Linked DNA regions of Gossypium hirsutum: region 1 is linked to region 2. The links are chromatin contacts, called in public Hi-C maps. All regions are on one chromosome and are shown on one strand. The core of a region is the stretch at or near the end of the contact, and the rest is flanking DNA. Distances in the headings are between cores, read along the strand shown. Region 1 holds the start of LOC107958362 (protein FD). Region 2 has its middle 18 kb from the start of LOC107905328.

The links. Hi-C and Micro-C count contacts between places; a contact is called where the count stands out from the background.
Region 1: a contact with region 2 is called in a Hi-C map of leaf, with 4 times the contacts expected there. The contact joins the promoter of LOC107958362 here to the enhancer-like site in region 2. A contact is called at or near these places in 13 of 34 Hi-C or Micro-C datasets (anther, fibers, hypocotyl and 2 more).

Annotation. Positions count from the first base shown.
Region 1 is chrA11:24,276,809-24,283,207 of Gossypium_hirsutum_v2.1, forward strand. It overlaps LOC107958362 (protein FD), which reads left to right and starts at 2,169. Exons shown (of 3, transcript XM_016894118.2): 1 at 2,169-2,807; 2 at 2,893-2,970; 3 at 3,232-3,317. The coding sequence starts at 2,169. The coding sequence ends at 3,303.
Region 2 is chrA11:24,235,590-24,242,648 of Gossypium_hirsutum_v2.1, forward strand. No RefSeq gene overlaps it. Among protein-coding and RNA genes, the nearest start is that of LOC107905328, 18 kb to the right of the region's middle. Within about 2 kb of position 1,997, at least 7 of the 9 cell types and tissues checked have an H3K27ac peak or open chromatin away from gene starts, as enhancers often do. A contact at or near this core is called in fibers and leaf, where this site is marked.

The DNA of each region.
Region 1 (6,399 bases), core at 919-3,418, 41 kb after region 2:
GCTGAAGATGGTTGAATTTTGGAGACCACGATTGAACCATGAGGTATTATCCAAAGACAATCCAGGGACCTTGGGTGAGTACCATTTCATAGTCTTCCCTACTTTGGAATTTGACAAGGAAATAACTGTTCTCAATGTCTATAAGATGGAAAGAGTGTGAAGGTTTCCAAATATTGAAGATTCGATTTTAAAGGATGGAGTACACTAAATTTCGACCCAGCAATTTCACCACCACCGTGGTCGCTATGACCCTTACTAGGATCTTCTGGATCCTCTCGAAAAAATTAATTGCAGGGACACCATTAATAGTAGTCCTCGTGATGTCTCCCTCCAAGAATTCAAAATCCTATTCACAACCAGAAATAGGAGATCCCCTCCCTAGAGCTTTATCTTTCCAGGACACCATCGGTGTTGGAGACAAGTCTACAACCATATTATTGTTGGTTATTGTTTCCAAATCCTTAAAATAAACTTTTTTAATGTTAATGCTAGAATTAAGTGATCCGAATCCTTATTTAAATAAAATACAGTGGTAAAATAAAATAAAAATAAAATTCATATAGAACTACTCTTCTTTTATTTTATTTTATAATAAGGTTTTTTAAACCTTATTAAACTCTATCTATTTTATATTGCTCAGAATAAGGTGTTTCAATCTTACTACACTCCTATTAGAATATGGCTTTACAAGCCTATAAATAGACATAGTCTATTCCTCTTGTAATTATTTGAATTTGACATAGTAAATTTTCTTCTCCTCTGCCCGTGGTTTTTTCCCGAAAGGGTTTCCATGTAAAATCTGTGTGTTCTTTATTTTTATTTCTCTTTTCTTTGCGATATATTATCATTACTGACATTCTATTTTTTTACAGTTACAATCTTCATTCAATTTGTTACCGTCGCCACCCTGAACCAAGTTTTACGACATGTTTTTCAGAGAAAAATTTTTGTAAGATACATTTTTCATATATGGTTTTATGGGTTTAAATGTTTAAAAGAAAACAATTGGTTGGAACACATAAAACACATACCCGAATTGCATGGCCCCATGTAATAGAAAGGATGACTAATGACCAAAGTGGAAGGTGGAAAAAAAAGATAAAAGAAAGAGAAAAAGAAGAGAAGACTAAGGAAAGGGGAAAGGAAAAGGAGAAAAAAAAAGGAATGATAGGATTAGGATGCACCAAAAGGGTGAAGATGATGGGAGCCACTCCAATTTCAGAAACTGCCCATACCAAATTGATTCCATTAATCAACCTTTTTTTTGTGTGTGTGTGTGTGTGTAAATGTTTGGCCTTATAGCGTCCCGCTTCTTGTTGTAAAAATGTTTGTGTCCCACTTCACTTACCATATAATAATACCCTAATTAAACACATGATTTATTTTAAATATGCCTAAAATCTCGACTTAATTTCCTTTTGTTTTACCAAATTTGTTTCATTTTTATGCTTAGTTTTTGGGTAGAGCTATGGGTGTAGCTGCAGCTGTTATAGCCTATAGGAATAGCATATATTCGTATGGTATAATGAAGTGATAAGGAACAGGTACACCATAGCCTAAAGGTGGACTGACTGACGTATCGACATTTATATATATCGTTGTGCATATTAACCCACGGTCGATTTAAGCCACAGAATATGAGTACTGACTGACTGCAGCCTGGCTGACTGCTGAGATAGCGTTAGTGCACTCCCAATGTGGACCATTTTTTCCAGCTTGGAATAGGAGAACGTAGAAGCGACACATGTTGGTAATATTATTAGTTAGTACTAACTATAGTATCGGTCCTCTTTCCCTATAACAGAAACTAATGACAAAAACATATTGTGAACACACTAGGTTCTATTGTAAGTTTATTATGCTCTCAACCCATAGGCCAAGGGGCGTTGGCCCAAGTTGCACGGTCCTGCTTCAGGCGCGTGGCTGCAGTGTTGTTTCACACACTTTTAAACGACCAATGAAACAAAGCAAAGCCTCAAAACCATTGAGGTCGAGGTCAGCTTTTGTTTTCTTAGTACAAAAATTCTTTCCCATTATCACTCCCTTAGTAACACCTCCCTCTCTTTTATCTCAACTCTGTTCTACTACTTCTACTAGTGGTAAGTTGCATTTAAGCTCGGTTTCACACTGCTTCTCTACAAAGGCTTCTCTGTTTTTTTTTTTTTTAATTATCCATATTGTCATCACCCAACAACAACACACCAACATTCAGCCTAAACACACTGTCCTCAGTATCATCTTCTTCTTCTTCTTCCTCTTCTTCTTCATCATCATCATCATCTTCACCACTCTCTACCCCTTCCCATCTTCACAACCAAACCCATACACCCAAAACTATGGAAGAGGTATGGAAGGAGATTAACCTTGCTTCTCTACATGATAACTCTTCTTCCAGGGAAGGCCTAAATCCCCACAATCCCCATTTTATCCTCCAGGATTTTCTGGCTAGACCTTTCAGCAAAGAACCACCAACAAACAGGGTCTCCGCAAACGGGGACACCACGTTTCTTGATTCTCCACCACCGCCACCTCCTGCCACTCTTTTGAGCCTGAATTCGGGTCCCGGCTTTGATTTCCTTGATAACTCGTGTCCTCTCAGGTCTAAGCCGCGTTTGCAAATGCAAAACAACCCCATCTCGGATCTGTCCAATATGAATTGCCCATTTGACGCTCTAGCTTCGCCTTCTGGTTTGGCTTGTTTTGATAAGAAAAGGTTCCAAGATCCTGATAACAATTCTGGGGATCGACGCCACAAGCGTATGATCAAGAACCGGGAGTCTGCAGCTCGATCAAGAGCTAGGAAACAGGTATGTACTAGTGTGTTTCCCCGGTCATGGATTTCAATAAAAAGGGACGTTAACATTGAGATACTCTATTTTTTTTATATTGCAGGTTTACACTAATGAGTTAGAGCTTGAAGTTGCCCATCTTATGGAAGAGAATGCAAGACTCAAGAGACAGCAAGAACAGGTAAGGTAACTTGTATAGGCTGAGAACCCAAAAAAGAAAGAGAAATTAAAGAACCATTTAGTTTGTGATATTTGACCCAAATCTAGTAATGCAAACAATAAAGCATTGGTATATGGACTGATTGTAGTCACTGTACCAGTCCAGTAGTGGTAGGACAAGCCCGTAGAAGAAGAAAAAAAAAGCATTTGGTAAGATATAGTATGAAGAGTATTGACATTGTGCTGGTATTTTTGTGTGTTTGGGGCATGCAAATGGAAACAGTTACGTGTAGCTGCTGCCACTCCACTTTCTAGAAAGCGAACGCTTCAGCGAACGTCAACGGCTCCATTTTGAGGAAAAGATGGATCGAACCCTGCCTTCCGTCCTTGCTTGCCTGCCTTTTAACAATTAACTTAATATTATTTTGGCTTCTTATTATAACAGCTGCAGAGTGCATTGGAGGAGGGGTTATGTATGTATGTGTGGGTGGGTGAGTGAGTGAGTGAGAAGACAATTTGGCTTGGGTAAAATAAGGAAAGAAAGAAAGGGAAAGGGCTGACATATGCAGCTGGGACATAGGTGTTGGATTGTGTATGTTGTTATGGTTGGACTTAGTCAAAATGTCGTAATTTGGTGGTTCCAAAAGCATTCATGATCCATCTTTAGTTTTTTAATGTTAGCATAACCAATAAAGTGGTGAAATAAAAAGGGCAGTAGAAAGAAAACAGGATGTGACAACTCCCCGTACCCTAGCCGCCTCACTCAACACCCTATCTTAACAAGCCTAGATTTTATGTTACATTATCCTTTGAATTTTGTTTACATTTTCTAATTTTGGTTATCATTTCATTTAATATAATACGAAAACAAAAAATCATTAAAAAAAAGAAAATTACAATTAAACCAGTTTCAAGTTTAGCCTTGGAAGAATTATATTTTTAGTCTTAAAAAGAGAGACCTATTCATGTTCACATTTTTTTTTAATTTAAAATGAATTATGTTTATGTTTATTTTTTAAAATTAAATTAATTTATTTGAAAATAGTCATAACCAAACATAATTGCATGTGTCTCTTAAGTCCTAACAATTAAAAATCTAATCATGGATAATAATATATATAACCAAATCTCATCATTTTTAGATATAAATAATAAATTTTAAACATTATTAATTATATTATAAATAAAATAAACACATAATTAATCATAATATTAATAATTAAAAGAAAGATCCAGTTACAAGTGCCCTTTCATATATTTCTTTGTATTACTAATATTTTAACGATTCAACCGTTTTATTAATATAATTATACTTTTTATGTATGTAAAATTTCGAACCAATTTGATATAATATCTTTATCATAGTGATCTAAAATTGAACGATTAAAAATTATTTTTATATTTAAAAAATAGTTAAAAATTTTAATTTAGATCAAATTTAACATATATAATCTATATAAATAAAATAAAAAATACAAAAATACAAAAGAGTATGAAAATGAATCCCTATTGATATTGAGATTGCCATAGGAATGGGAATATTTATAATTCAATTTATTCAACAAAAATTATTCGTGTTGATTTATTTAAATTAATAAACGAACCTGTTCATTGTTCCGTATACGCCATTGCCATTGCCATTGCCATTACCTTATTATTTATTCCACTTTATCTGCTTCATGTTTGGACCTGATTGAATTTCCATCCAATAGAGAAATGGCAGCTTTCATTGTTCATGTGTTTGATTCCCTTTTGAATCAATTCAATTTTTTTTCACAGCATCCATCCGGTCAAAAAGGTGATTATGATCATGATTTTTAGAATTAAATTATCTTCCCTTAGTTTTAATTTAATAAATTATTATAAAATTTGAAAATTAACAAATTTAATTTAACCTGATTGTATTAATTTTTTTGAGTCAATTGATCTTATGATTTTTTTCCAAACTGATCTCCTAACTGTTTTCAAATCTAATTGATTAATCTAATCTGATTCAAATAATGTTAATTATGAGTAATTACATAAGAACTAATTATAATATTATAAACAAAAGAGAAATTCCGAGTAACAACAAATTATAATAGAAAAATATAAGACATGAGAAAAGATGATAATTATTCCTTTTGTTTGAATTCATAAGTTTATAAATTATTTTTATTTATAAGAATTTAATTTTTCTTTTTTAAAAAACGAGCATTTAATTTTACTTTAAGATAATACTAGAATGTTTTGCACCTTTTGTTGGGATTCAAGTTTTTAATTATAATTATATTTATTTATTAAATATTACTAAATTTGTAATATATATTTATTAAAATAATTAACATGGATTAAATCTTAAAATTTTAGTAAAGTAGAGGGATTAAGACTAAAATTTTATCTTATCTTATATGAAAAAAAAAAAGAGGGAGGTTTGTGTGCGCTTAGGAACTTTTTATATAAATAGCTAATGAAATTATAAACATTTAGGTAGCAAATCATGTAAAAAAAAATATGAAACTTAAATTTTAAATTTGAATATAGTATAGAGATTAAAATTAAAAGTGATTTGTTTTTATGTACTTTAAATAAAATAAAGGGAGTAGAATTGAAAATTATTTTTATAATGAAAAGAAAAAACATGGGAGAAGATGTGAAATAAGGAAGGGCTTGGGGGTTCCTTTGTAGGGAATTGGTATGACCCAAAATTGGATTATCTTTAGAAAAACAATGTCCAAACCTTTTGTGTGTTGAAATATCTTAATCCTACATGGTTGCCAAATAAGGAGAAAAAGATATGGGTATTTAAAAACTTGATATTTTAAATCCAGAAAGAAAGGACTTTGGGGGTTGGGGGGGCTTTCCCCAAGACCAAAAAATATTTGACTTGAGAATTTGTTTATTTGCTTTTGGCTTATTATGCACTAACACTGTGGCTATCATGAAGAATATAATGAAAAAATTGAAATGAAAATATCATGATGGAAGAAGAAAGAACCAGATTACTGGACGGGAGGGAAACAGAAGAAGAGGAGAGGATTGCTACCGATTACTTCAAGTCTCTATTTGAATAGTAAGGGTCCTCGGTTAACGAAGAAGTGCTAGAAGCAGTGGAGAATCGAATCTCTTGGGATTCAAACCATCTTCTTTGCCATGAATTTAAAGTCGAGGAGATTACAGAGGCCCTCAAGCAGATGCACCCAACGAAATCACCAGGACCTCATGGTATGCCTGCCTTATTCTTTCAACGGTATTGGCATATTATTAAAAATGATGTAATCAAGTTTTGAATGAAGGAAATTCCTTAGTCGAAAGAAACTAAACTTGTATCATTCTGATCCCAAAAGTTTCGAATCCTACATAGATGGCTCATTTCCGTCCAATCAGCTTGTGTCATCTACAAACTTCTTGTCAAACCGATTGAAATCTGTGTTGCCTCTTTGCGTTAGTGAGAACCAAGGCACTCATTCAC
Region 2 (7,059 bases), core at 747-3,246:
CAACCCGATTCGGTTTAAATAACATCAAATTTTAGAAATTTTTTTATATTTTAAAAATAGTTTTTATTTTTTAAATTTTAAAGAGTTATTTTTCATAATTTTTATTTTTAAAAATAAATTTTTATGTTTTTTATTTAAAATATAAAAAGAATTATTTTTAAAATATTTTATTGACTTTTGAAAGGTAATGACAAATTGACAAAAAACAGGAAATGTTGAGAGCTAAAAAATTTTGATTGATGAGAGATAATTTTCTATACATTTTAACCTACTAAATTACATAGTATATATTATAAATTATTTATACTAAATTAGATGATATTTATTATTAATTATTTATACTTAATCAATAACCAATAGATAATAACAAATAATACATGTTAAATGTAAAAGAGTGAATAACCTCACAAATATGTAATGCTAGAGTAACTCAATAAAATTGCATAGTATGTTTATTTTTCTTATTAGTTTTATTAGTAATCATATTGCATAATACTTTCTCCAACTATCGCATTATATAAGATGATTCGATTTTATGTTTTGTTACTTGGTTGGAGAATCTCTTTCTCGAGTATTATTGATAATTTTATAATAATTAGTGTTTGATAAATTACATCAAAGGTCCTTAGACTTTAAAATGTTTTAATTACATCCCTAAACTTTTAAAGTTATGTCAATTAAGTCATTCTATTATTGAAATTATTAAATTTACCGTTAAATAATATATCAAATCCTACATTACATAATTTAAAATTAGAAAAAGTAAAAAAAAGTCTTAATATATATATTTATATATAAAAGTAAAACAGCAAATTTTGCTAGTATAATTTCATATGCAATTATATTATAATTATGGATTTTGAGTTTTAGAGTATATCAATTGTGTGAGATCTAATATATTGACATTTGGGTTAAAATTTTAAAAAGTCTCAATTGCTTATTAGTTCCAACAAATGAGAACTTCGTATGAGCTTGCTTAAATCATGGCAGTGGACACTCTTTTTTTTTTTCTTTTTTACTTTTAACCATTTTTTATTTTAAAATTTCATTTTTTTAATTTCAAATTTAAATTATCCCACATACAAACTAATGTGTCACTAATGTAATGGCTTAATTGATATACTTTTAAAATTTTAAGAATGTAATTAAAATATTTTAAAATTTTAAGACCATTTTAAAATAAAAGTCATAATTTAAAAAATTATAATTTAAGATAAATTACACATATGATCAATAATTTTAAAAGTTTTTATTTTAAACACTTGAAATAAAAATATAATTTAAACACTCATATTAGTTGAATTATTTTTTTTATTTTCGTTAAAATTATAAACCAGAGAATTATCTGCTACCGCGCCGGTGGTGGTTTCTCCTCCTCCCCTGCTGTCATCCCAATTGCCCCTAACATCTCTTACTCCGCCGTCGCTGGTGGCGAACCAGCTTTTGCGCACTCTGGTCCGGCGGTTACAGCCTTCTCTGTTGTCTTTACCCGGTAAACGCCTCTACAATAACGATATCGTCCTCCTCCAATCCCTCTTTGTCAGCGACGAACTGATTTGCGCTACGGAGACGAACAATACACCGCCGGTAACCTGCTGGAGAACGGAGAATAGCACTGAAGAGTTACCCAACGATAATCTCAGAATGGGTAAAATCACATCCGAGTTCGGGTTTTCATGTGGGATTGTTGAGGAAGTAACTCAATGGTTGAAACCACAGAAAGACAATTTGGGAACTTTTCAATGGTGAACATCGAAGCTAGGGGAAACCATGTTAATGGGGTTAACTCAGATGGTGAGTTAGTTTACAGAGGAGATAGCATATCAACTTGATGTTTATACACTTAAAATTACAATATAACTACCATTTATAAATTAAACATGTTCAGTGGATGGTTTGTAAAGGGAAAATGTGTTTATATTTAGGGGAACTCACCACCATGAGACTATTTGATCATCTCCTTAGATTTGATGGGAATATATATTTAGATACATCCAACGGTTAATATCACACTTCAGCAGTACCCTCTCAAAGGCAAAAGTGCGGACAATCGCCACTGTTGAACGTTTGATTGTTGAAGAATAAGAATCTGGATAAGATTGATAGCACCTCTCTCATGCCAAACCATAAAAATCTATCCAACCCACCGTTTTTGGTTCTCAACACAAAGAAAAGGTTATGGCTACCACAATCAAATCAAAGAATTTTATTGTTTTATATTGTATAATATTCAAAATTTATATAAAAAAAAACTCAATTCAACCTCTCTCGTTATCTGCATGTGTCGCCAAAACCTCGTCGAGTTATATATAGCAGATACAAAGCGTATTCCGACTCAAAAACCAGAAATTAGTTAGCCAGCCAATACTTTTAAGGTTTAAAGGCCGACAGCTTGCAAAATTTAGAGGCTGTCTCCAACAAGGGAAAGTAGATCAAATTGTACATGGAGTTGGCTGGGGTGTACTGTTGTTGTTGGCCTTTTTTACTTTAATATATGTCTACACAGCCCTACCTACCTACCTACCTGCTGCCTGCCTCCACAGCCAATGAATGGTGCATGGACTCCCTCAACCCTGCACCTGCACGTATACGCTCATATATTTTTTAAGGTTAAAATGTGCCTATAGTCCCTGTATTTTTTGAAAATTAAGAATTTAGTTCCTATACTCGTATTTCTAATAATTGAGTCCCTCTTCTTTTTAGATTTTAAAATTCAAGTCCAACTGTTAACACTTCTTAAAAATAGAAGACCGAATTCCTAATCTTCAAAAATTACAAGGACTATAAGTATGTTATAACCATGTATGTTATAACCATATTTAATTTTACTTCGTAGTTGCACTGTTGCAGTTACATTTACTCAAAGATTGGGTTATTTCTTTAACCCACTTGATATTTAGAAAACTTTCACGATATGAGGCTGCTTTTAAACTATCTTAAATTACTTTCACATTTTCTTCAGTTTCACAAACTAAATCAACCCCGTGTATTTTTTTCTCACTGAGCTTTATCCAATACAATGGAGTTCTACATTTCCGGCCATACAAAGCTTCGTACGGTGTCATTTTAATGCTGGACTCTGTTATTATAAGAAAATTCAACAAAGGTAGATACTTTCCTAGTTACCTTCAAATTCAAGCACACAACACCGAAACATATCTTTTAAAATCTGTATAACACTTTCTGATTGTTCATCAGTCTGAGGATGGAATGCAGTACTGAAATGCAACTGTGTACCCAAAGCTTCTTGCAACTTATTCCAGAATCGGGATGTAAATCGAGGAACTCTATCTGAAATAATAGAAATTGGCATTCCATGCAATCTGATAATATTAGAAACATATAATTCAGCCAATCTATCCAAGAAAAAATCCATACGTACCGGAATAAAGTGTGTAGACTTTGTCAATCGGTCGGAAATTACCCAAATAACATCTTTCTTCTTTGGAGACAGGGGTAACCCTGATACAAAATCCATGGTAATTCTTTCCCATTTCCATTGGAGATCAAGAAAGTTGTGGATCTGCCTTTCACCCTGATACAAAATCCATGGTAATATATCGTTTCATTCCCGGCCACAAGTACATTTTTTTCATATCATTGTGCATTTTATTACTACTAGGATCAATAGACATATTACAATAATGAGCTTCAAGTAGAATCTTCTGTATCAGTTCTGAATTCTTAGATACACATATTCTGCCTCTGAATAATAAATAATCATCAGACCCAATCTGAAATTCTGAATCAGAAGTTGATTCACACTGTATCCGTTTTGCTTGTAACTTCCTATCATCTTTTCGAGCTTCACAAATCTATTGCAGAAATGTCGGTTTAGCTTTTAACTCAGCTATAACTGAACCATCATCAGATAAAGACAACCGGGTGTTAATCACTCGCAAAGAAAATAGGGATTTTCTAGTCAAAGTATCTGCAACCACATTAGCTTTTCCCGGATGATAGTCAATAACCAGATCATAATCTTTTAATAACTTAAGCCACATGCGCTGTCTCAAGTTCAAGTCTTTTTGTGACATTAGATATTTCAAACTTTTATGATCAATAAAGATGTGACATTTTTCACCAAACAGGTAATGCCGCCAAATTTTTAGTGCAAAAACAGTGGCTGTTAATTTAAAATCACGTATCGGGTAATTCTTTTCATGTGGTTTTAGTTGTCTTGATGCATAGGCTATTACTTTACCTTCTTGCATCAATACACAACCTAACCATTTAACGATGCATCACTGTAAATTATAAATTCTTTACCCGATTCAGGCTGAACTAACGCTGGTACTTCCGTCAATAAGACTTTCAATCTGTCAAAACTCTACTAACATTTATTAGACCACTCGAATTTCACATCTTTCTGCAACAATCGAGTAATCAGGGAAGCTATCATTGAGAATCCTTTAACAAATCTCCGATAATATCCAGTCAATCCCACGGAACTTCTAACAATAGCTGAAATTTTATTCAGATCCACTCGGATACCTTCTGCAAATACTATGTGTCCGAGGAAACCAACTTCCCTTAGTCAAAATTCACATTTACTAAATTTGGTATACAATTGCTTTTCACACAGAGTTTGCAACACTATTCTTAAATGATCAACATGTTCAATTTCATCTCGAGAATATACTAGAATATCATCAATAAATGCCACTACAAACCAGTCTAGATATGGTCTAAAAATTTTGTTCATCAGATCCATAAATACCGCAGGTGCATTTGTCAAACCAAACGGCATTACAAGAAACTCATAATGCCTATACCTAGTTTTGAAAGCTGTCTTTGGCACATTTGATTCCTTCACCCGTAGCTGATAATAGCCAGAACGAATATCAATTTTTGAAAATATAGTGGCACCTTTCAACTGATCAAATAGATCATTAATTTGAGGTAGTGGATACTTGTTCTTTATGGTGACTTTGTTAAGTTGTCTGTAATCTATACACAATATCAATAATCCATCTTTCTTCTTTACAAATAGAACCGGTGTATCCCAAGGTGAAAAACTGGGTCGAGCAAAGCCTCTGTCAATCAATTCTTGCAACCGTGCTTTCAACTTTTTCAATTCAGTAGGAGCCATTCTGTAAGGTGCTATAGATATCGGTGTTGTCCCCAGAAAAAAATCTAGTATTTAACACATATGCAAAATAAACATCATATCCCTTTTTGATATATTTTTTAGTCGATATAGCTGAAATCACATTAGATAACCCATCCAATTTATCAGAGTCAACATGGAGTAACTCACCATTCTAACACTTTAACACAATGTATTTCTGTTTACAATTTATCACTGCATCATGTTAGGTTAGCCAATCCATTCTCAAAATCACATCAAATTCATCAAATGGTAATAGCATCAAATCAACCAAGAAATAATAATCTTTTACCATCAACGGGCAATTTTTACAAACTTTATCCACCATAACATACTGGCCCAGGGGATTTGAAACTTTAACCACAAATTCAGTGAATTCAACAGGTAAATTTTTAACAGACACTAAGTTCATGCATATGTGTGAATGCGTTGAATCAGGATCAATCAAAGCAGTAATATCAGTATCAAGTAGAGAAAATGTACCAGTAATGACGTCTGGTGCAGAGGCATCCTCTCTTGCACGTATAGTATATGTCCTAGCCGGTGATCGTGCCTCAGATTTAACTGTTGAATCTTTTGTAGCACTTCGACTACCACTGACATTTCCAGGATATCGAGGAGGTCTACCTCTCGCACTAGGGTTGCTTGGCTTTAAAGTCTGATCAGTATCTTTTTCAATCCTTTCCGAACAATCTTTAAGAAAACGATCAAGAGAACCACATTTATAACATGCTCCAGTTCTCAAATAGCATTCCCTAAAATAAAATTTATTATAGTGTTTACACCTCAATTTGGGGTTACCGACACTTCCCATACTTGTTACAAATAGAGACCAAGATCTCGGGTTAGAACGTTGAGAGCTTCGCTTTTTCCCAAAATATCCCGTAAAGGTGGTAGAACGATCATGGTACTTCTTTGATTTCTTTGAAATAGATGATTGTGACTTTAACCACAAATTCAGTGAATTCAACAGGTAAATTTTTAACAGACACTAAGTTCATGCATATGTATGAATGCGTTGAATTAGGATCAATCAAAGTAGTAATATCAGTATCAAGTAGAGAAAATATACCAGTAATGACGTCTGGTGCAGAGGCATCCTCTCTTGCACGTATAGCATATGTCCTAGCCGGTGTTCGTGCCTCAGATTTAACTGTTGAATCTTTTGTAGCACTTCAACTATCACTGACATTTCCAGGATATCGAGGAGGTCTACCTCTCGCACTAGGGTTGCTTGGCTTTAAAGTCTGATCAGTATCTTTTTCAATCCTTTCCGAACAATCTTTAAGAAAATGATTAAGAGAACCACATTTATAACATGCTCCAGTTCTCAAACAGCATTCCCCAAAATAAAATTTATTGCAGTGTTTACACCTCAATTTGGGGTTACCGACACTTCTTACACTTGTTACAAATGGAGACGAAGATCTCGGGTTAGAACGTTGAGAGCCTCGCTTTTTCCCAAAATATCCCGTAAAGGTGGTAGAACGATCATGGTACTTCTTTGATTTCTTTGAAATAGATGATTGTGACTTATCCATAAATCTTTTACTAGAAATCCGGGCTTCTCTCTCTGCTTGTTTCTTTTCTTTCCTTAATTCTTCAGCTTTGTGTGCTCGATTATCTAGTACCAAAAATTCCATTAATTCAAGGATTCCAATCAACAACTTAATATCTTCATTTAATCCTTCTTCAAAATGTTTACAAATGTCAGCCTCGGTCGGAACCCATTCTCTAGCATACTTGCTCAATCTAATGAATTCTCATTCATATTCAGATACAATCATGTTTCCCTGTTTGAGCTCTAGAAATACTTTATTTTTCTGATCCAGAAATCTTTGACCAATGTACTTCTTTCTAAATTCAGTCTGGAAGAATTATCATGTAACATTTCTCTCGGTACAACTAAAATCAGGGTATTCCACCAATGATAGGCTGTGTCTTTTAAT